5 separate regions of the Mus musculus genome follow, and all the other regions are linked to region 1. The links are chromatin contacts, called in public Hi-C, HiChIP or PLAC-seq and Micro-C maps. All regions are on one chromosome and are shown on one strand. The core of a region is the stretch at or near the end of the contact, and the rest is flanking DNA. Distances in the headings are between cores, read along the strand shown.

What was found. Hi-C and Micro-C count contacts between places; a contact is called where the count stands out from the background. HiChIP or PLAC-seq counts read pairs in DNA pulled down with a chosen protein or histone mark.
Region 2: a Micro-C map of the HL-1 cell line shows a contact between it and region 1, with 2.4 times the contacts expected there. The contact joins the promoter of Nrg1 here to the enhancer-like site in region 1. A contact is called at or near these places in 6 of 484 Hi-C or Micro-C datasets (the AML12 cell line, the HL-1 cell line, the N1E-115 cell line and 2 more), 7 of 115 datasets of contacts at active chromatin or transcription factors (embryonic stem cells, epiblast stem cells, extraembryonic endoderm stem cells and 3 more) and 2 of 9 other capture datasets (adipose tissue and embryonic stem cells).
Region 3: a Hi-C map of adipose-derived mesenchymal stem cells shows a contact between it and region 1, with 4 times the contacts expected there. The contact joins two enhancer-like sites. A contact is called at or near these places in 7 of 484 Hi-C or Micro-C datasets (the HPC-7 cell line, adipose-derived mesenchymal stem cells, liver and 2 more) and 2 of 115 datasets of contacts at active chromatin or transcription factors (embryonic stem cells and epiblast stem cells).
Region 4: a Hi-C map of adipose-derived mesenchymal stem cells shows a contact between it and region 1, with 4 times the contacts expected there. The contact joins two enhancer-like sites. A contact is called at or near these places in 11 of 484 Hi-C or Micro-C datasets (the C2C12 cell line, adipose-derived mesenchymal stem cells, embryonic fibroblasts and 5 more) and 6 of 115 datasets of contacts at active chromatin or transcription factors (the NIH/3T3 cell line, embryonic stem cells, epiblast stem cells and 3 more).
Region 5: an H3K27ac HiChIP or PLAC-seq map of stem cell-derived epiblast-like cells shows a contact between it and region 1, with 9 times the contacts expected there. The contact joins two enhancer-like sites. A contact is called at or near these places in 1 of 484 Hi-C or Micro-C datasets (the AML12 cell line) and 3 of 115 datasets of contacts at active chromatin or transcription factors (epiblast stem cells, extraembryonic endoderm stem cells and stem cell-derived epiblast-like cells).

The regions. Positions count from the first base shown.
Region 1 is chr8:31,519,158-31,523,243 of GRCm38.p6, forward strand. No RefSeq gene overlaps it. Among named protein-coding and RNA genes, the nearest start is that of 7420700N18Rik, 150 kb to the left of the region's middle. Within about 2 kb of position 1,899, at least 81 of the 459 cell types and tissues checked have an H3K27ac peak or open chromatin away from gene starts, as enhancers often do. A contact at or near this core is called in the AML12 cell line, the C2C12 cell line, the HL-1 cell line and 7 more, where this site is marked.
Region 2 is chr8:31,917,071-31,921,156 of GRCm38.p6, forward strand. It overlaps Nrg1 (neuregulin 1), which reads right to left and starts at 1,773. Exons shown (of 10, transcript NM_001364423.1): 1 at 467-1,773. The coding sequence starts at 1,133. It overlaps Gm33223 (a long non-coding RNA gene), which reads left to right and starts at 2,484. Exons shown (of 2, transcript XR_378857.2): 1 at 2,484-2,530; 2 at 3,129-4,086.
Region 3 is chr8:31,860,892-31,864,977 of GRCm38.p6, forward strand. The region is part of intron 1 of Nrg1 (neuregulin 1); the gene reads right to left. Among named protein-coding and RNA genes, the nearest start is that of Nrg1, 56 kb to the right of the region's middle. Within about 2 kb of position 2,155, at least 3 of the 459 cell types and tissues checked have an H3K27ac peak or open chromatin away from gene starts, as enhancers often do. A contact at or near this core is called in adipose-derived mesenchymal stem cells, where this site is marked.
Region 4 is chr8:31,841,184-31,845,269 of GRCm38.p6, forward strand. All of the region lies in intron 2 of Nrg1 (neuregulin 1), which reads right to left. Among named protein-coding and RNA genes, the nearest start is that of Nrg1, 76 kb to the right of the region's middle. Within about 2 kb of position 1,653, at least 32 of the 459 cell types and tissues checked have an H3K27ac peak or open chromatin away from gene starts, as enhancers often do. A contact at or near this core is called in the C2C12 cell line, the NIH/3T3 cell line, adipose-derived mesenchymal stem cells and 1 more, where this site is marked.
Region 5 is chr8:31,797,893-31,801,978 of GRCm38.p6, forward strand. No RefSeq gene overlaps it. Among named protein-coding and RNA genes, the nearest start is that of Nrg1, 120 kb to the right of the region's middle. Within about 2 kb of position 1,924, at least 28 of the 459 cell types and tissues checked have an H3K27ac peak or open chromatin away from gene starts, as enhancers often do. A contact at or near this core is called in stem cell-derived epiblast-like cells, where this site is marked.

The DNA.
Region 1 (4,086 bases), core at 649-3,148:
AGAAAGATGTTAGTGAATGGCCATCACTAAAAAGAACACCATCAAGAAAGTTGCTAATCCCATTTGTTCGGGTACATGTTAAATGTAGCAACAAGTGCAACAATTATGCTAAAAGGAAGCAACAAAAAACCCTATTTAAGGACAGCCTTGAAAGCAATCCCTCCTGTAAGCATGGTAAGTGTCGAACTCTAGCAAAAGAACAAGGTCTTACAATAAAATGTCAATCATGTTTTACATAAATAACTAAAAATCCTTTTTACCAAACTGAATTACACAACGTCTTCATGAGTGACTCCAGGAGAACTTAAATGCACGTGTCAACAAGCAGGATTAAGCGTGGCTTTGAAAGGAGGTTGGATAGGATGGCAATGACAAAATCATTTTGGGTTTAAATGACAGTTTTCTTATTCGGTTGTCTTTTGGGGGCGACTGTTGGAGGCAAAAATACTTGCATACAATTTAGGAAGTAAGAATAAACTCATTTGCTTTTGATTCTTATGACATAAACTAACTCATCTTGGACCCCAGACATGCTGATGCTTTCATGAGGGCCGTGTTTACCCACCTTCAACAGTTTTCAACCAGTTCTATTTTCCTTCCAATAACATAATTTATCCTAACATTTCTCTTCCTATTTCCTTCAGTTTTGCTCATTCCTATGGTATTAATGGTTCAACATATGGTTCAACTTAAAGTTTTGTGCTTTATGGTCATGCTAAAGGGATTAGTCGTTCAGGGAAATTATACTTTGAATTTTGACCTTTTCCTGGGCTTGTAATATATTCTTTGATACCCTTGTCTTGGGCAACAGCAGTGAGCTACAGTCAGCCATGCCATCCTGAGGGTAAGCTATCAATATTCCACCATGAATTGTGTTGCTTTCCTAAGAATGCATGGTTGAAGTGTTACCTGCATCGTTGAGCTCATAATAGTCTTAATAGGAGAATCTTCCATGTAAGTCAAACATCTGTATATGAAAGAATGATATTATCCTTTATTTATTTTCTTGAGAAAGACGGTACCTAGGTGAGCACCTCACATAGTCATTCTTTTTAGATTCTGGTTATCACAGATTTGAAATGATTTACAGCACAATAGCTTTCAAAGGAATCGCTTCACAAGTGTGAAATAGACTTTCCATTAGTAATTATTTAATGATTTTTCTAAATATGTGTCTGATAAAGAAAAAAAAATTACTTTCAAATGGCCAGTAAGTCTTGGGAAAGAAGAAGAAAAAAAACCAAAACCTCAAGCCATAACATATCTTAATCTCATCCAAAGTAAAGAAAAACTCAAACAAGTCAGGCTATATAAGAGAATTAGGAAAGTTTTACTCTGTTAAAGTTTTGGTTTCAAGTAGAAAGGACTGTGGGCCCCAAGGGGTACTCACAGGAAGACTAACAGTCAACTAACCTAGACCTTTAGGGTTCCCAGGGACTGAACTACTAACCAGAGAGGATACATAGGCTGGACCTAGGCCTTCTTGCACATGTGTAGCAACTGGAGCAGGGGCTCTCCCAAAAGCTGTTGCCTGTCGGCGGGTGGGATATGTTCTACTAGCTAGGCTGTCTTGTCTAGGTACAGTGAGAGAGATTGTGTCTAGCCCTGCAGAGACTCAAAGTGCCCGGGGTAGGGGGTTACGGGGGTGGGGGGTGGGTGCAGTATTCACTTAGAGGGGAAGGGGATGGTGGAAGGATTGTGGAAGGGGCTGACCAGAGGTGGGCAGTGATCAGGATGTAAAGTGAATTAAAAAAAAAAGTTTCAAATGTTACTTCCCAGATTGTGGAATTCAGTCCTCTCTGTTAATTAATAAACAGACAGCATTTGAAGTCATGCCACTCTCCCCAAATCAAAGGTCAAGTAGAACATTCACCTTCAGGTTTCAAGAGTTGACTCATGCTGGCTAACGTGGCCAGGGTACAGAATGGTAGGAGAGATGGCTTTCTACCTCCCACCAGTCATGTGAGTAGCGAGTCACTCCATTCTGGCTCTGGAGAGCTCTCTAGGTGTCTGAGTCAGACTTCTTAACCAATGGCATTCAGAGAAACTCAAGCTGCCCCTTTTAATTCAGTAGGAGAGAAAAAATGTGTGGAATGTTATTTGCCAAACTGTGACCTCAATTCAGACAACATGCCTGGGCAGGTAAGGCAGGCTCTAGCATCTGGTAGCTTGAAGCATTAAGGGTGTACTTAGCAGTTCTAACATTTCAAACACAGAAGTACTTGCTGTAAGAAAAGAGTCTCTCCTGTGCTGATAAGGATAGCATACAATGGAATTATTATATATTTTTTTAAAATAACCCAGCCCAGCAAAGTATGTGCTATCAAATAACATCTTTTCTAACAAGTGACAAATCTTGTCTTTGAGAACAGGTTTGCAGGTAGCTTGGAGAGAACAAAGAATGACTTCAGAAATTTGAAGAGTTGGAAAAGTGAACACTCTGGGTCTAAAATCCTGTTTATTGTTATTATTTTAAAATTTAGTTTTCCACACTTTTCCTGACTGAGCTGAGGGCAGACTGAGGGGCTGTTCTTGTGATTCTGTGATTTGACACCATTGTGTGTCTTCTCACAAAAGGATCATTCGCTGACAACACAGCCAGGTCGACTCTAAGCTTGGTGGGCTTTGGTGGGACCTGGCACACTTTACCTGGATTTTCACACATGAGGATGCTTAGATCTAAGAGCTGGGCTTTTGCGTCATTTTCTGTTCAAAGAAATTCCAAAGATCAGTTAAATTTATCCAATTGATATTGAAAATGGAATCTCATGCACTGTTTAAAAAAATCATCCAATGCTCTAGAAATAGATGGATTATTTTTCTTAAAGTAAAATTTATTTCGTTTGTGGTAATTGGCTGAATATAAACACGAGGAAAGACTGAAGGGAGTCCTTTCTGCATGAAAACTATCTATGGAGATTAACTTAGTCTCTGTCTTCTTCAATGTTAGAAATACCTTTGGACCAACACTGTAAGATGGGAGTTTTAGGTAAAAAGGAAAACTTTACAGATAAAAATCTGTGTCTTCGCCACAGCTACTCTTTAACTTGGAAATGTGTAGCAGCCTCTAGAGAAAGCTAGTTGGAAACTCTATGGTGTCCGCTTTAAGTCCTTCAGTGGCATGTCACCATAAAATGTCAAGTGAAGCTTTTATCACAGGTGGAGAATTTGTTAGCCAGCGCCAGAATGTTAACACAGGCGATGTCATAAAAACAAGAGGAGAGGGGCTTTCCTCAAAAGATTCAGTCATAACAAGCCATGATATAACTTTGAACTCTACTCCAAACCAGCTATATGTGATAAGCTACATATGGTATCTCACATGTATAGACTATATAGCCTTTATATAAGAATAGTTCTATATTTTTTTTGTATAAATTTGGAGAAGATTTGGGAGATAATTCCTTCTCTTATTCAAAAATGTTCTTCCAACCTAAAATTAGCTGACCAAACTGTGACTTTTCTTCCTTACAAAATTAGAAATTTGACTATTTATATTATAAGCTCCTCCCCCCCTTTTCTTACCAAACCCAACAATAAAATTTGAAATCCCATTTCATCTTTAAAGAGGATCCAGGATCAGGAGACAAAATGAACTCAGACAAGCCTGATTGTGGGAAAGAGCCCCAGCTTTGCCTTTGGGAAAGCCCTAACCTACTCAGGCGCCAATTTCCTAAGTCATAGGAGACAGAATCTCATCAAAATCTCAGAGGCAGAGGATTTCCACCAAGTCTGTATAGTGGGATCATGGGGGGCTTTGAAGGAGATTTGGTCCTTGAAAGAAAGGTTGAATCCTGAGAGCTTAGCATAGGGCAGGTGCTCAAATGGCAAGGCTTAGCAAAGAGTAACCTTGGATGTCCAAGTTAAATTTGGATTTTTTTGATAAATTGTGAATAAAATGTTTATATGAATATATCCCAATATATGACAACCCTAGAAATGTTAGGAAGTTGATATTTATTTGTAGACAGAATGATGTAGCCCCTATGGTGGGGATTTTAGTAAAGAGTACCAAGTGGTAGAGGTATGTATTTCAATCATTCTTCTCTCCCCTCCCCTGTTATTATCAGTTTTGACTGAAGCTTG
Region 2 (4,086 bases), core at 523-3,022, 400 kb after region 1:
GGCAGCTTGGGGCTCCGGGGAAACAGAATGGGAAGAAGAAAGTCGAAAGAAACTCTACTGAATGGCAGGCGCAATACCAAATAATACTTATTGGCACACCGACGTTACATGCCTATTAAAATATGAAGGACAGTCAGATATTAACTTCTAAAACTATAGCAAATCAATTGACCTTAGCTTACATCCAAAGCCCAACTTCAAAGATGCTTGTAGTTCTTAATTGACAACCTCAGACTTAACAACCTGGCTACATGGAGTTGCTGTTAAAAGACCTGATTCATCCTAGGAGTTTATAAAATTGCTTTATTTTGTTTTTTTTTCCCTGTCACGTGATTCACCAAATAAAACCTCCCGGTTAAAATGCAAACTCAAAGGAAAAAGCTAACCCTCTAGAGTTTGCCTTCTGGAAGTTCCCTCCCACCCTTTCTTTTAAGCCACCATCGCCTTTCTTTCTCTCACTACTTACAAAGTTTAGGAGCAGTTTGCAGATTAGTTTCTGTTGTTTGTGGCTGAGTTCCTGACTTGGGTGTTCTCACCTCAGGGGTCCGAGCTGGAGAAGGGAAGGGCGGTGGAGTGGAGTGTAAGGGAGGAAAAGCAGACAGCCGGTTCTTCCGGGTGGGTACTGCGGAAGGTTCAGAGGCCACAGCGACATGGTCACCTTGCCCTGTAACATGAGCCTCGGCTTCAGACTGAGCCTTAGAGACAGGTGAAGTGTATGCCTCGGATGAGACCAGAACAGCGGAGGCAGCCGTTGGATCCAGAGAAATAACAGGGTCCTGGCCTAACCCCCCAGGGTCAAGGTGGGTAGGAGAGTCGTATTCGAATATCTTGTCCACAAATACCCACTTTAGGCCAGCAATGCAGAGGCAGAGGCTTACTAGACAAGCCAGAATGGGAACAATGCAGATCTTCTCGGAGTTGAGGCACCCTCTGAGACGCTCCGCTTCCAGGCAGACACAGCAGGGCACGGCCAGGCCCAGGAGTCCAGGGCTTCTCCCATCTTCTGTGTGGGTGTCTGGCATATGTTCCGCTGCCGGAAGCCCATCGAGAGATGGGTCTGCACTCAGCTGAGTGGAGGGGCTGGAGGACCTCCCGCCAGCTCCCTCAGACATGTCTGGGGGATAAATCTCCATCCGGATCACCTCCAGAAGGCCCGGCCTCTCTCACAGTGCATTACCATGCAGAGCTCCCCCCAACCAAATGATACAGCATCTTGAAGGGGGAAATCGATAAGGCACCCAAGTCCAAGGCCATTATCCAAAGTAAGAGAGCTTAAGAGGAAGCAAGAAAAAGATAAAAAAAAAAAAAAAGGAAAAAAAAAAAAAGAAAAAGAAACGAAAAAGGAAGGGCTTCTAGCAACTATGAAATAGAAGTGTACCGAAATATCTTGAGCTGTTGTTTCTGGGACACTTTTTCAGTTCTTTCAAAGGCTTCTCCAAACCATCCCGGTTGGTTCAAGAAGGCAGGGGACCAAAAGAGGAAGCAAGCTGATGCCTAGCTGATTAAGTAAACCAGTATCCCAAACTGAAAGGCATGTTTCTCACCTCAAGCGTCTGAAGCTGGTGTCTGCTTAGAGGAAGAAAACAACTGTCATGCAGGAGAAGTAAAAGCAAAAGCAAGACCAGAGGAGGCGGCGGCAGCAGCAGCGGCGGCGGCAGGAGGGGCAGCAGCGACAGTAGCAACAGCATCCTGTCGTGTTAACGCAGCGGCTGAAAGAGGCTGAATCATTACAGAGCAGCAGGTGCCTGCCCTCTGAGCATCACGGCAAACAGTACCATTGCACAAGGATGCGAGGGCAGGAGGAGCCAGGAGGGGCGGTAACTCCCTTCCCCGCCCTGCCTCCACCCCCACCCCCAACCACTCCTCTTTGTCCTTCTTGCGCTCAGTCACTTTTTCCTCTGCAATCTTCCTTCTTCATAGCTTCTTTCTCTTCTTCCCTCCTCCTCCTCCTAAAGATATATTCTCTCTCTCTCTCTCTCTCTCTCTCTCTCTCTCTCTCTCTCTCTCTCTCTCTCTCTCTCTCTCTCTCTCTCTCTCTCTCTCTCTCTCTCTCTCTCTCTCTCCCTCTCCCTCCCTCCCTCCCTCCCTCCCTCCCTCCCCTGTGCCCCGCACCCCCAGTCCCCACTCTACTGCTAGCTGGTCTCTAATAAGTACAGTATACCCAGCAACGCAGGTCCGCCAGTGAGTTCCTATTTTATCCAATTACAAGGAATAAAGGCCAGAGAAAAGAGAAGCAGCCGGGAACCAGCTAAACTGGGTCTCCCCCGGCCTCCTCCCCCCCCCCCCCTTCTAATTTCCCTCTACCAAAGCAGGCCCCAGTCTCCCATCCCACACTCCACCTTGCTTGCTTTCAGTCTTGCTGGCTCTCTCCTCTTCACCCACTGTGGGGTCAGAAAAAGCCAGGGATCGATGATGCTAGCAATCTAACAAAGCTGGGATGGAGGGGGATGGGGTGGGGGGTGGAGGTGGGGACCTTCTGGGTTAGACCTGAGGCTTGGCAAAGTCTGATCTCTGACTCCTCCCCAGAGAGGTAGGCTTTTCAACAGCAATTTCTTCCTGCCTGCTGTTCAGCGGCATTCCTTCCTTCCGTAGCCAGTTCTCTAATAAGTTTTGTTCACTAACAGGACTCTTATTACCCGGTTTTCAACCAGCAGTTAGAGCACTGTTTCTAAACCATGGACAGCTCTGCCTTCTTCCTTCAGCCACCTTCTTGTGGCTAAAGACTTTTTCAATGCTCAGAGCGAAATGCTGAGTGTGTGCGGGGGCGGGGCGGGGTGTGAGGGGGGGTGGGGGAAGGGGAAAAGTCCCGAGTGTCTTCCTGCTCTTTACATTTGAGTCCTCCTTATTCCATCCAGAGTAAGCTAGAATAATGTCAACCTAAGAGGAACACTTACGCTATCTACCGCTTCATTTTCAAATTAGCCTTTCATGTTGACTCCACACTGCAGAGGAGGCTTGAATTCCCTGGGCACTGTAATACACACCACATCTCCTCAGCTATAATCGCACTGCCAGTATTGAGAATTTTCAATCAGAGCGTGCCTTGTGGATTAGGTTTCAGAAACTGTGATTTACAGATAGCTTCCATGCTGATTTTTGTTTGTTTGTTTGTTTGTTTGTTTGTTTAGAAACAGGACTTGAAGTACTGGAAGAAATGGAAGAAACTCACTGTAAGAGAGAGCACAGGCTCCAGGGAACATTCCGTGGTGTTCCAGTGTCTGTCTGTGCATCTGAACATTTAAGCCACTCTTCCAAGGAACCAAATGACTTCCAAGGAACTGTGTCCATAGGGGAACTCTTACAAACTCTCTCGAAATCCAGACAACATCGTCATCCCATGCAGACCCAGGGCAGTGACAGGCAATGCTCAACTCTTAAGAAAATCTGCAATTCATTTTATGCAGGACAATTCTACTGTTTTTGAAGTATATTTATTTAAGCCTTTTCACATGCCAGGAGGTAAGAATATTATAATTTCCTTCCAGATGAAATTACTCCACAATTATGAATGATTCAAAGAGCATTAGTATCTTAAACTATGTTTTCTGTCCTACCACTGCCACCAACAAAAGCCTGGCTGGATTTGCATGATTGCAACCAGGATTATGACAAGCTCACAGGCACAAATGAGTCATCGGAAGTTCACCTCTACACAACCTGCATGTGTATGCACCAGTATTTTGAAATGGTTCATGTGATCATTTTCTCGCTTCATTTACTTGATTTTGAGAAAATGAGAGTTTTCTTAACAAAGATTCTAGTGATGGACATGAAGTTTTTTAGAGCGAGAAATCCAAATACCAAATACCAAAGCACTTGATGCTTAAGATTTTAGTTGCCAATATTTATGTAAATTTTCAAATAAAAATAGCATCTTGACATACTCAAGGATTATAGTTTCCTCATGGATTACCATGTCTGCTTTCAAACCTTACATTCAAGGACTGAACAGGGAGCTTATCCATAGCCAAGGTCATTTAAATGTCAAGGACTGGGTGGAATCAGGTAGCTACAAGCCTGGCAGGTGTGAGGGAACACCAAGGACATAACCCTCAGCTCTGAAAAGGTGTTATGTCACTCCCACCG
Region 3 (4,086 bases), core at 905-3,404, 340 kb after region 1:
TAACTCTAAGTGGCTGAGATCATCCCTTTCTTTTAAGACATAAACCATTTGGGGTGGTGGGTAGATGCTGCAGACATTCTTCTTAGCCATTTCTAAAGGGCTTTACACCCTAACCAGGAACGAGGTGCTGAGCAGAGACCATGGCTGTCCAGCACACTAAGGGAAGCATGCGCTATAAAGCTACCTGACTTCACAGCAGTCAGTATAAACCCCGGGCTGTTCAGTTCCCAGCTCATACCTTAGTTCCCAAACAGTTTTGGAAAAGTCAGGTATGCTCAGTCCAAGTCAGCCATCTATTCAAAAACACTGAAAATAATAACAAATAATTTATCTATATCTAGTAGAATCTGCATTTCTTCTTCAGCTCACATAGGCTTGGAAAAACCTTTTGTGTCCACTGCTTTATTTATGGGAGAGCTCAGGTTTGGCAGTGAGAGTTGGGAGGGAGGTCCAGACAGTATCTAGTAACCACCATAACCAGGAAACTTGGGAATAATTTGTACTACAAAGCCCTCTAAAGAAGAACACAGACTACACGTATGCTCTAGTAATGTTTCTAAGCAAAATAGAAAGTCTTACCAGGAAAACAGGACTGTCAATAAGAAATTAGACCTCTGTCTCTATTCTGATTTCTATGTAACATCTCCACGAAGAATCCTTACTTCTGCTGGGCAGTGGTGGTGCACGCCTTTAATTTCAGCATTTGGGAGGCCAAGGCAGGTGGATTTCTTAGTGAGATTAAAGAACAGTTACCAGATAGGTGTGAGGAGAACTCACAGAAATCCTTCCTTGCTCTTTCAGACCCTTTACGATTAGAAAAGGTCATCGGACTTTATCAGGTGTATACATGGGCTTATGTAGCTCAAGTTTGGGGAAACTAATTCTCCACTTGTTAGCACTCTTCATATGCACATCGTTAATGTGCGTGTGTGTGTGTGTGTGTGTGTGTGTGTGTGTGCCTGTCTCTGTGCGTGCATGCTGAAGTATGGCTTTCCTTTAAAAATTCAAACTAGTCTGAAACCCTTTGTCTGAAAGTTGACTCATTCATTAATTCAATCACTCATTCATCCATCCATCCATTTTTATGGAAGAAATGACAAGGGCTGATGTATTCATTGGGGAATATGGGTACAAGCTACTTTATCCATAACTATCTCAGCATACATAGAACAAGTTACTGTCCTACAAGTAGGACAACACCAAAGACATTCCAGAACCTTCCAATTTTTGTTTTCTGAATTTTTATTTGTTTAATTCTAGTAAGTAGATAATAATTCATCACTAACCCAAAAATAATTTTTAGCTAGAGAAACCTAGGTAGTATATTTGACAAACTCACAGGAACTGCTACAGACCATATGGTCACATACATTTAAGAGCATTCTTACAAATAGGAGAGAAGAAAAAGAGCAAGAATCCCTCTGTCATTAGCCATGGTGAAGAAAGTAGAGGGCCAGAAGGATGGTGGCTATGTGAAAAGTTGGTACTTCTTAGTACATAGACAGTGAACATTAAGTTCAAGTCAGAATGTGAAAGGCAAGTCAGACTGTTAGCTTTTTTGGGTCAAAGGTTAGACATGCAGGAGAGAGATGCTGAAATAAGAAGGGCTTTTGGTACCCAGAGGAGGCTACTTCCTTCAGCTCGTCCCCCTCCCACCCCCCCTGTGAAATGAATACACAGTCTACAGAGGGCTGCTAGATTTGGAGCTCCTACAATTTGTGGAAAGTCACACATAGCTTCAAGTCTTGGTATGAGATTGAAACTTCCATACTAAACAGCAGCATATCAGCAAGGGCTACAGTAGAGTTGAAAATGTCAGGTGAAATGTCATCCATTAACCAGCAATGTGATCTACACTGCAGAATGGGTCTAGAGACAGGTAACCTAGCTACGCGTGTATGCAAAGGTCAAAAGACAGAAGGTGTGTGAGCAGGAATTACCCCTTTATAGTCTGAATAGTGAGACTCGTTCCAGCTGACAATGGTGACCATTCTAGTAACCCTGAGAAAGAAGTCATGAATGATCTAATGCTTAAGATAGGGGATACATCCAAGCCAATTAAATTTTCTATTTTTCTGTAACTAGACATTGCATGAGGTCAGAGCAAAGTTCCAGCTGTGCTTAGATCACAGAACCACAAGAGCAGAGGTCCAGACAGAAGGAATCTGCTGCTATCATGAGTTACTACATTGAGTGCTTAACCATGGCTACCCTGGCAGGCCAGGAATGTTTGATAATTCAAATAACAAAGAGAACAGACTCCGATGCTTAGCTAACTGACGACTTATGTGAGGGAGGCAAGAACAACGTGGTGGACAAGAGGACACAAAGAATCACCTTAGCGAAATTGACACGGCCCCTTTTGTCACTCAAGGTAAGAATTTACATGTAGACTTTCTAATTTACCAGGCATGACTTATTTTAAAAAGGCAAATTATTAAAAAATATTCAAAAATTGAAAAACAGGCACAGTTGCTGCCAAGTGGGGAGAGGTGTGCTAAGCTCTCTCCACTGTTCTCCCCCTCCCAAGTAAGAATGGTAAGTAATCCTGTCTGCCATTCTGTCAGAGACTATGATTTCCACTAATGATAACGTCCAAGGTGGAAATTCAGTTTACAGTGAAGGACTGTCCTGGTGAATTTGGATTGGACACTGTAACACCTCTTCTGCTCAAGGAACATGAACACACCAGTGAGATGTCTTGATTCTGTCACATGCTACAAATGAAATCTAGATAATAGGCTGCCTGGAATATGGTTTCTCCAAAGCACAGAAGGTTTCAACAATCAATGTCAGCATAGACTCTGGAAGAGAAACAAGAGGGAAAAGCCCACAGGAGGCTCACTCTTTAAGGCACCTGACATTCAAACATGAGTGAGGTGTTCTGTATGTTGTTCTAAACTATTCTGTTGTCCTAAGACAGACGGAATAGCCCGACTTATGCCAATAGTCACATTTCTAAGACAGAAACAACCACAGACTATATTCCAAGGTAAGCAAAGCCCTTTAAATAGGCTCATGAGCCCCTGTTTTAGTGGGCATGCTGTTTGCCACAATGTGCTAGCATTAAGGTAATCGTACAGCCAGGTCAGGAGGACAGGAAACTGGAAGTAAAGAAGGAAGTTACTTTGTGACTGCAAAGCTGGAGGAGTACTCTGGATCATCTTTTGTTTTAAGTGTTCCTCTCTACAGCACAAACACTTGAGATCTCAGCACTGGAGCTTAGCTTCGTGTCGTGACCATCCCGCCCCACAGTCGTCCAGCCTGCGCACACCAGCAGATCATGTCAGCTGTATTCGTGAAGGTGCAACTCTGACTCTCTTCCTGGTCCTCCACCTCCCTACTATAGAAGAAACATGCAAACGACATACAGCTGTGCAGTAAGACCACAACATTCTTTTAGCCAAGACAAACAAACAAAAGACAAAACAAAACAACCCCCCCAAAAAAAACTCATTAATAACTGTCCTGTGCCAGCTAGTGTACTGTTTTAAATAACAAATCCTCACAATAAACCATAGCAAAAAGAATGTTCCCTGATTTTTCACAGCTGAAGAAACTGAGGCTGAGGGGAATTAGATAGTATTAGGCTTATCCTCAGCAAGAAAAGAAAAGAAAAGAAAAGAAAAGAAAAGAAAAGAAAAGAAAAGAAAAGAAAAGAGAAAAGAAAAGAAAAGAAAAGAAAAGAAAAGAAAAGAAAAGAAAAGAAAAGAAAAGAAAAGAAAAGAAAAGAAAAGTAGAGGTTCTCCCCCAGGATACAATGGCGCACACATGGACTCCCAGCACTTAGGAGTCAGAGGTAGTACGTTTTTTAGTTTGAGGCCATATTGTACCAGAATGTGTCCAAGGCCAGCCTGCCCTCCAGAGCAGGGCCTCCTCTCCAACAAAACAAAACAAGTAGAAACCAACAAACAATAAAGAAGATGAATTCCATCCAAGGCAGTTCATGCCAAGGCTCATCATGTATCCATTAATGGATTCTGGCTCACGATAGTTATTTCATAACTACATCCATGACCTTGTAGTAAAAACAAGCAAATGACAGAAAAAGCGGAGCTCTTTTTCCTCCCCCACGTCTATGTAGAT
Region 4 (4,086 bases), core at 403-2,902, 320 kb after region 1:
TCAAAAAATAAATAAATAAATAAAAATCTAATAACAAGTACCAGTACCTGGGGATTTCCTCCGCCAAGTAGAAACCTTTAGCACTGTTTGTCATGGAAAAGAGAAAGGACTATGATCATTTATGAGAAAGCCGATGACCTAACAGCTAAATTTTGTTATTTAAACACCAGATTACCTAGGATCCAATAAAACAGAACTGTGTTCTAATCAAGACTTTTGTCTTACAGTAGTAACAAAAATACTAAAATTTCTCAAAGGTACACTAGCCTTAAAAATGACACTTATTATAACACTATGCGTTCTTAATTTTACATAGTGCCTTAGGAGATCATTTCATTTTTAAGTCTATGTTAAGATAAATTCTAAGGAATGCCCAGAGTTGCTTTAGCTTAGAGTCCAGTTATGATTAATGTAGCCTTGTCCTTCCATGTGAGGTCCAGAGCTTTACTGTGGTTATAAGGTGCATGAATGTTAGCAGTTAGTAATCCCTAACAATTTTCTATAATCTTTCCAACCAGGAGAAATAGCAATTATAAATCACTCATTAAATTAATAAACATAGTTGAATCCTTATGAAAAGCAGTTGAATAGTGATAATACTCCACAAATGATCCAGCACATTTACTAAGGATTCATTCATAGATGCATGTGTTTTGAGAATCAGTTTATGAACACTCTAGACATACTCAAAGATATTTACAAATTCCCAAGAAAGATCTGGTTCTATAGGGTTCTGGCCAATTTTATAAACTATTTATCAGTTACAGTCAACTTGTAAGCCATCTTTAGACATCTTCCTTCCTTTGTTTCCTGGTTTCATCTTTGTCCCTGGAGAACAGTGGAGGGAAGAAACCTGATGGCCAGTATTCTACTCATTAGTCATCACTCCGCAATGAAACATTTGGCCAGTTTTTAAAATACCCTGTCAGGAAGAATAACATGTCTTCTTCTTTAGTACTAACTGTGGCATCTCCTTTTACACTGTAAAACATGTGAACTTATCTATCTACTTGGTGTTGATATTTACAAACATAAAGTTATGAAAATGTCAACAAACCCATTCTGGGAAATAGTGACTTGTTCTGCTTGCTGTCAAAGCCTCCTGCTGTTTCTCTGGATTGCCCATGGATGCCGCACTCAGACTTCTGGGTTGCTTTGCTGTAGTATCACATTGCAAACACAGACATTGTTCACCCTGTAGCTGGCTTGGTATTCCAGCCAGAGCTCGCCTACTCACTGGCTGAGTATCTGCATTGTAGATTATTTTTCTTTTCCCAAATGTATTGTTACTATTAGTCTGCATTTTTCGAAGATGAATCTTATTCTGTTATCAGCCTTTAAGTGAAAATACTTGAGGCTTATATGTGTTTTTCTAATTTGTGTTTTAGTGTCCTTTACAGTGTCATCTGCAAAAGCCATTTGTTTCCTCAAGAGGATGCCCTTCTTAACATCATTAAAGAAAAATACTAAATAGAAAACATTCCAATAATGTTTCTTTCAGATTTAGCCTATACCTCCCATTACTGCTCAGCTGGCATATGCCTCCCCCTTCTTTTATTATGACCCTGGGACTAACTTCTAGTCCATGAGATAACAGAATACATATAGCGGCCTCATAGGTCTCATGAGTCAATACTGAGGTAAAGTACAAATCACACACTGGCTCTCACACGTGCTTCCTCACTAACAGTGAGTGTGGCATGTTTAGGAACACATCTCTCCTTGCCAGAGCCTTAGGCCTTACCAAACACTAAGCTTGTACTGTTTCCAGTGAAATGCTTACTCCGAGACTATAACACTCACCAGCGTTTATACAACTCGAGGCATCCTTAAGTCAAGGCAAAGGACCTCGCCATGTTACAGTGACACATGACATACTGGCTGCTCATCTGTGGTCTGTCAGTCTTCCCTTCGAAGGCTCTGAGGCACTATCTCATTCTTTCTGTGCTAACAGACCTGTTTGATGATGAGACATCTAAATGGGTTTCTTCTAAATTATTAAGTCGAAATATTTTGAAACTGCATTTTTATTTAACATAGACAGTCTGAAGGTGGTAGCTTCATACTTTCTGTCCCTCTACAAAACCTTCGTCTTTTATTCCTTAAGGACCTAGACATAATCTTAGGTCCTAATGTCTTCATAGTACTTGGTGCATCAATAATTGATTATTAAATCGATGGCTTGAAACATGGGTATTATGTTCACTGGCCCTTGTCTCCTGAAGGAAGAGGTCAGTGTGGTTTTGTTCATCCCTGGATGCTCAGCATGAACTCAGGCCTGCCTCGTGGGAACCTAATCAACACACATTGTTGCTAGCTGATGCAAGAGACGTGTATGTAGAGAGAGTTTAGCCAATGTTCTAATTCTAGACAGAACTGCACTTACATTGGTCCCTACAGGACTTTTTTTCAGACTATACTAGGAAGTCAAAATCTAAATACATTCACAAATACTAAGAGTGCTAGGATTCTCTGCACAGAAGAAAAAACTGAAGACGTGGGCGTCTGAAGAACTCAGTGTCTATATTCTTAAGAGTCCCATCAATTTCTCTCACAACTTCTGTTTCTGATAAATATGATGGCACCCAAGAACAGAGAAGTTCCCTATAAGAGAACACTCTCCTGCAAGTGGAATCAGCATGGCATTTACAATGTTCTAAAACTCCAATGGATTCTCATCATGCCTGTTTATGTCAAGTCATCTACTGATAAATAGTGTAGATATCACCACTGCTACCATCCTGACAGTATTTTGTGAAACTTTAGCCTTAAGCTAGTATGGCTGACTCTTTCTTTGTATCTTACTTAGCCCCTGGGTTTCCCTATCATGTGTAGCTAAGCATATTCTTGTGTTCATGGTTTTATCTTCCTGGTTCTCAAAGTTACTCTGGCTCCTTCTTAGCTTTCACACTACCCAAAGATTCCTGCTCAGCTTATAGAACATGTACCTAGATGCACTACTGAACAGAGGTTTTTGTTTTCTTTTGTTTCTATTTTTGTGTTGTTGTTGTTGTTGTTGTTGGTTTTTTGTTTGTTTGTTTTTTATGTTTGTTTCACTTCGTGCAGTGGAGGTGCTATTCTGGGGAGGCACATCACCATCTTCATCCTCATATCCAGATCCTAACTTTTAGTGTTTGTGTGTGTATTTATAAGAAGGCATAAGGATGGGTATACGCTACAAAACTAGGTAGAAGATCATGGGATCAAGAGGAGTAAGAAAGGGCAGGGGTCAGGGTAAGGGTAGATGTGTTATGAAAGAAGAAAGGTGCTACTCGGGTAGAAGACAGAATATGGGGAAGGAGGAGAGAGAAGGGACAGGAAGGAGAAGTGACAAAGGTAAATTGTTTAAAAATGCTATACTGAAACATTTTTTGGTATGTCAACAATAAAGGAAAGGGAAGAAGAGAAAAGATTTTTTTCCTGCCTGTTCAAAGGTAACCTAGTATACTGGAAGAACTCTGTACACAAGAGCTACATGCGTAAATGCTTCTCTACTTCTAGTCCTGTCTTTCCCTTTAAATTCTAATTGCCTTAGAAGTCAGCACTGTGCTATTTGGAACATATTTGCTCCCTTGCAGAGCTTAGTTGCTTAGCAATTTCATGTCTTCACACATGCTAAGCTTATATCTGCCTTGTGTTATTATCAATGTTTTAAAAGGACCTATCATAGAGTTCTACAGGCAATTATTAACATTTCATTTACCAAATTTAAGTTACAGTAACATATTACTGTGACTTGATATCCAAGAGTTTTATTTGTATAATGATGAATCTCTTAACAATATATAATAGAGCATGACCTACACAAATATGTAGACACTAATTATATAAAATCACTGGAAGTCCAGGATGAAGGAAACTATCTTTTACGTGTAGATTGATTTCTGATTTTTAATTTTGATTTGTTTTTTTTTTTAAATAAGGTAGCTAGCTAGTGATCAAAAATATTAATAGGGTGATCAGGGACATAACTAATCGATCACATAAAAATTACAAAGTTAGCAGGTGGCTTCATAAAAGCCACATAAACTTTTAAGTTAAAGAAAAAATTAGGGATTAAATATAACACCACCATATTTTTCCAAT
Region 5 (4,086 bases), core at 674-3,173, 280 kb after region 1:
AAAAAGAAAATAAGAATACAATAATTTTACTTGGGGACTATATAAGAAAATATAGAGTATGTAAATATCTTGCAGATGGCAAGGTCATAGTGAAGCATTTGTGTTGAGAGTTTTGTTTCTTCTTCTTTCCCTCTGAGTGCCAAGTGTAAACCTCCCAGGAACAATGATGTTCACAAAACACCTCTATCAATATTACACCAGGAAAAGAGGACTTCTGTGTAAAGACAGCATTGAGCATCTTCTAGGATTCTACATATATCAACAAAGTTAATTATGTCTCAAATGAACATTGTACTTTATGGACAAGATTCCCCTATTCCTATTATCCATGTTACAATATATGACCCACAGAGATTTGGAAGAGGTGAGAGCACAGGTCATCTGGGGGGAATATCAGGAATTTTCACAAATAGTTAACCACCAAACTGTCCTACATTCTCTAAGGAGGACCACTGTCCTTTACAAAAACAACAACAACAAAAAAAAAAACCAAAAAATCCTAACAATGTTCATCTCAACTTTCCAGGAAGAATATTGATGTCAGAATTTGGAGATCCTAACATTATGTGAATTATTCTCAATATTTCCCATCATAGGAAAGATCATGTATGCCTCTGGCTTGCTATTCTTTTTGGCTTCACACATTGGGCACAACACTTTCTGATGGGGATCTGATCTCACTTTGCAGGATACAAACTGGTCTTCCTACTGCTCAAGTAAGACTGTAACAATGGCAGTACCAAAAGACATACTAATAAAGAAAAGGAAACACCTACCATCTGGATGCTGCTACATCAATTCTTTTTTTTTTTTTTTTTTTTTTTTTCTTTTTTTTTTTTTTTTCCATTTTTTATTAGGTATTTCGCTCATTTACATTTGCAATGCTATACCAAAAGTCCCCCATAGCCACCCACCCCCTCTCCCCTACCCACCCACTCCCCTTTTATGGCCCTGGCGTTCCCCTGTACTGGGGCATATAAAGTTTGCGTGTCCAATGGGCCTCTCTTTCCAGTGATGGCCGACTAGGCCATCTTTTGATGCATATGCAGCTAGAGTCAAGAGCTCCGGGGTACTGGTTAGTTCATAATGTTGTTCCACCTATAGGGTTGCCGATCCCTTTAGCTTCTTTGGTACTTTCTCTAGCTCCTTCATTGGGGGCCATGTGATCCATCCAATAGCCGACTGTGAGCATCCACTTCTATGTTTGCTAGGCCCAGGCATACTCTGACAAGAGACAGCTATATCAGGGTCCTTTCAGCATAATCTTGCTAGTGTATGCAATGGTGTCAGCATTTGGAAGCTGATTATGGGATGGATCCCCGGATATGGTAGTGTCTACATGGTCCATCCTTTTATCTCAACTCCAAACTTTGTCTCTGTAACTCCTTCCAAGGGTGTTTTGCTCCCACTTCTAAGGAGGGGCATAGTGTTCATACTTCAGTCTTCATTTTTCTTGAGTTTCATGTGTTTAGGAAATTGTATCTTATATCTTGGGTATCTTAGGTTTTGGGCTAATATCCACTTATCAGTGAGTACATATTGTGTGAGTTCCTTTGTGAATGTGTTACCTCACTCAGGATGATGCCCTCCAGTTCCATCCATTTGGCCAGGAATTTCATAAATTCATTCTTTTTAATGCTTCCTTGGCCTTCAGGCCTTTTCTCCTGGGACTTCTGCTGTCGTGCCATGAATTGCTATGAATGTTTTGGTAACATTACCATATGCAGAGTAAAAAAAAAGTTTATGGTAAAAGAAAGGATAGCTTCCTTATATTTAGGTTTTAGTCTATTAAATAGAACCAGAAGAAATAATATGTTTCTATATTGTAAAAAAGACAACTGTTTTCCACTTTGTACTCTCAGTGTGTGAAGTACACAGGCATGTATTCATGCCATCCAGCTGGGAGATGGATCTAAATGAAGAGTGCCTCACTGCACTCAGACTTCCTTGCTCCTCTGTTGGGTAAGGACCCACCCCCCCATAGGTCAAACTCTTGTTGCCAGGCAACTTCTTCCTTCAGAAGGAGAAAAATCCCCAGAGGACCCTCATTCCATATGCAAACAGGCTTCTGGCAGCTGCTCCCACCAATTCCATAAACATGCCTGGGCATGCCTGAGTCTTTCTTATGGCCAAATTCAGACTCCCTATTACACTAATTGAAAAGACCAAAGGTAATTCTGTCTATTTTTCATTAGTGAGATCCGATGACATATTAGATACACACTAAAAGAACAATACTGTACTATTATCATCTATCTTCATTTAGAGAGCCATCTACCCCACTTCTTGCAAGGACATCTTTTGCCACTCATCTTGGGTAAAACTAGCATAGGTGAAAATGTAGATATTTTTTAATCCCAACCTAGAATTCCCACCTGGCCTTTGTCTATTCAGTTCCAGAATAAAAGACAAACACAACCTTAAAATTTACAATAAGCCTTAAACAGCAGATACCCACCCTATATGCTACTAGAATCTACTTTTCTGTAGATAACCCCGAGTTATTACTATGTTTCATCTGGGCTGCTCTTAACTCCAATTGGCTAGCCCTCAGAGCCATGTAGCCCTCAGAGCCATTTTTTTATGGCTCACCTAACCTATGGTGGCTCTCTCCTCCAGTCACCTTCTTCTTTTTCTCATGGTTCTCTTCAGACCAAAAGTCTGGGAAACCTAAACCCTATCTATGTCTCTTCTGCCCAGCTATTAGCTGTTGCTGTATTTATTCACCAATCAGAAATAGCTTGGAGGCAGGGTCACACAGGTCTCTGTGCAGACTCTAGGTCTTGGGAGCCTGCATTTAGCATTACAATAAACAGCAAGACCAAACCTCAATGGAAAAATCTTGGACAGATTAAATTGTTTTCTTTTCTGGAGCCTTAGCTACAGAGACCTACAGTGGCACAGTATTTATTAAGAACATCCAAAGCTCCAGGCACTGCTAAATGTAAAGGTCATAGGGGATTGCAGCCTAACTCCTAACTTCTATTCTCAAAGCCCTGAATGTCAGCCATAAGTTGAAGCATAATATTAGAGTAGATGTGTCCTGTCCTGAGGTGCTCCATATGGTAAGTACTGACTGTTTATTGTCAAACTAACACAAACCTAGACATATCTGAAACAAGGAACCACAACTGAGAAAATGCCTCCACCATATTGACTTATGGGAAAGCCTGTGGGGCATTTTCTTGACTAATGCTTGATATGGAAGGGCCCAGCCCACTGTGGGTGATGCTACTCTTGGGCGGGTGGTTCTGAGTTGAATGAGAAAGCCAATTGAAGGAATTGTGGGGAGCAAGACAATAAGGAGAATTCTTCCATGGCCTCGGCTTCAGTTCCTGCTTTCAGATTCCTGCTCTGACTTCCCTCCATAAAGGATTGTAAGCTGTAAGGTAGAATAAACCCTTTCCTCCCTAGGTTGATTTTAGTCTCTTATTTACAGCTAATAGAAAGCACGCTGAGACACTATATAAAACAGTGTTTTCTTAGGTTTGTTGTTGTTGTTATTGTTTAAACTTTGCCTTGCCCTGAAAGGCTCCAATTTATATTGCAGTTTTTGACTGCGTTTTGATTCTGTGTATGTGGGTGGACACAAAAATAGCATGGTCTGTCTGGCACCATCCATAAGGCACAGACTGTTAACATATTCCTGGAAATAGAAAGAGTACCATGCTACACATCTATCAGGATAAATTCAGAACATAGAGGTACACGGGTGTATTAAAATCATATCAGACAACTCAAGCCTGGGACAAAACTTATCGGCTGCAGCAGACCAAGGAAAAGGTGTAATGCTTACATCAGAATCTCATAAGAGAAGGACACTTAGCACAAGCATGGTCACTACCCGACCTTCATCTCAACATCCAGTTTGTGTGTTAAGGCCCAACAGGCAGAAATCCTTGACTTGTCATGGGTTTCAGCTTGGCTTTGTCCCCTCTGCTGATGTGGTCCTACTCGAATTACCATCTTCCTATCCTCCTACTCACCCATCTGGACATGCCACCTATCCATCTGCTGATTCATTAGTCTGGACCCAGTCCTGACATTCACCTCTGCAAGCTGCACTCAACTCTGACCCTGCAGCCG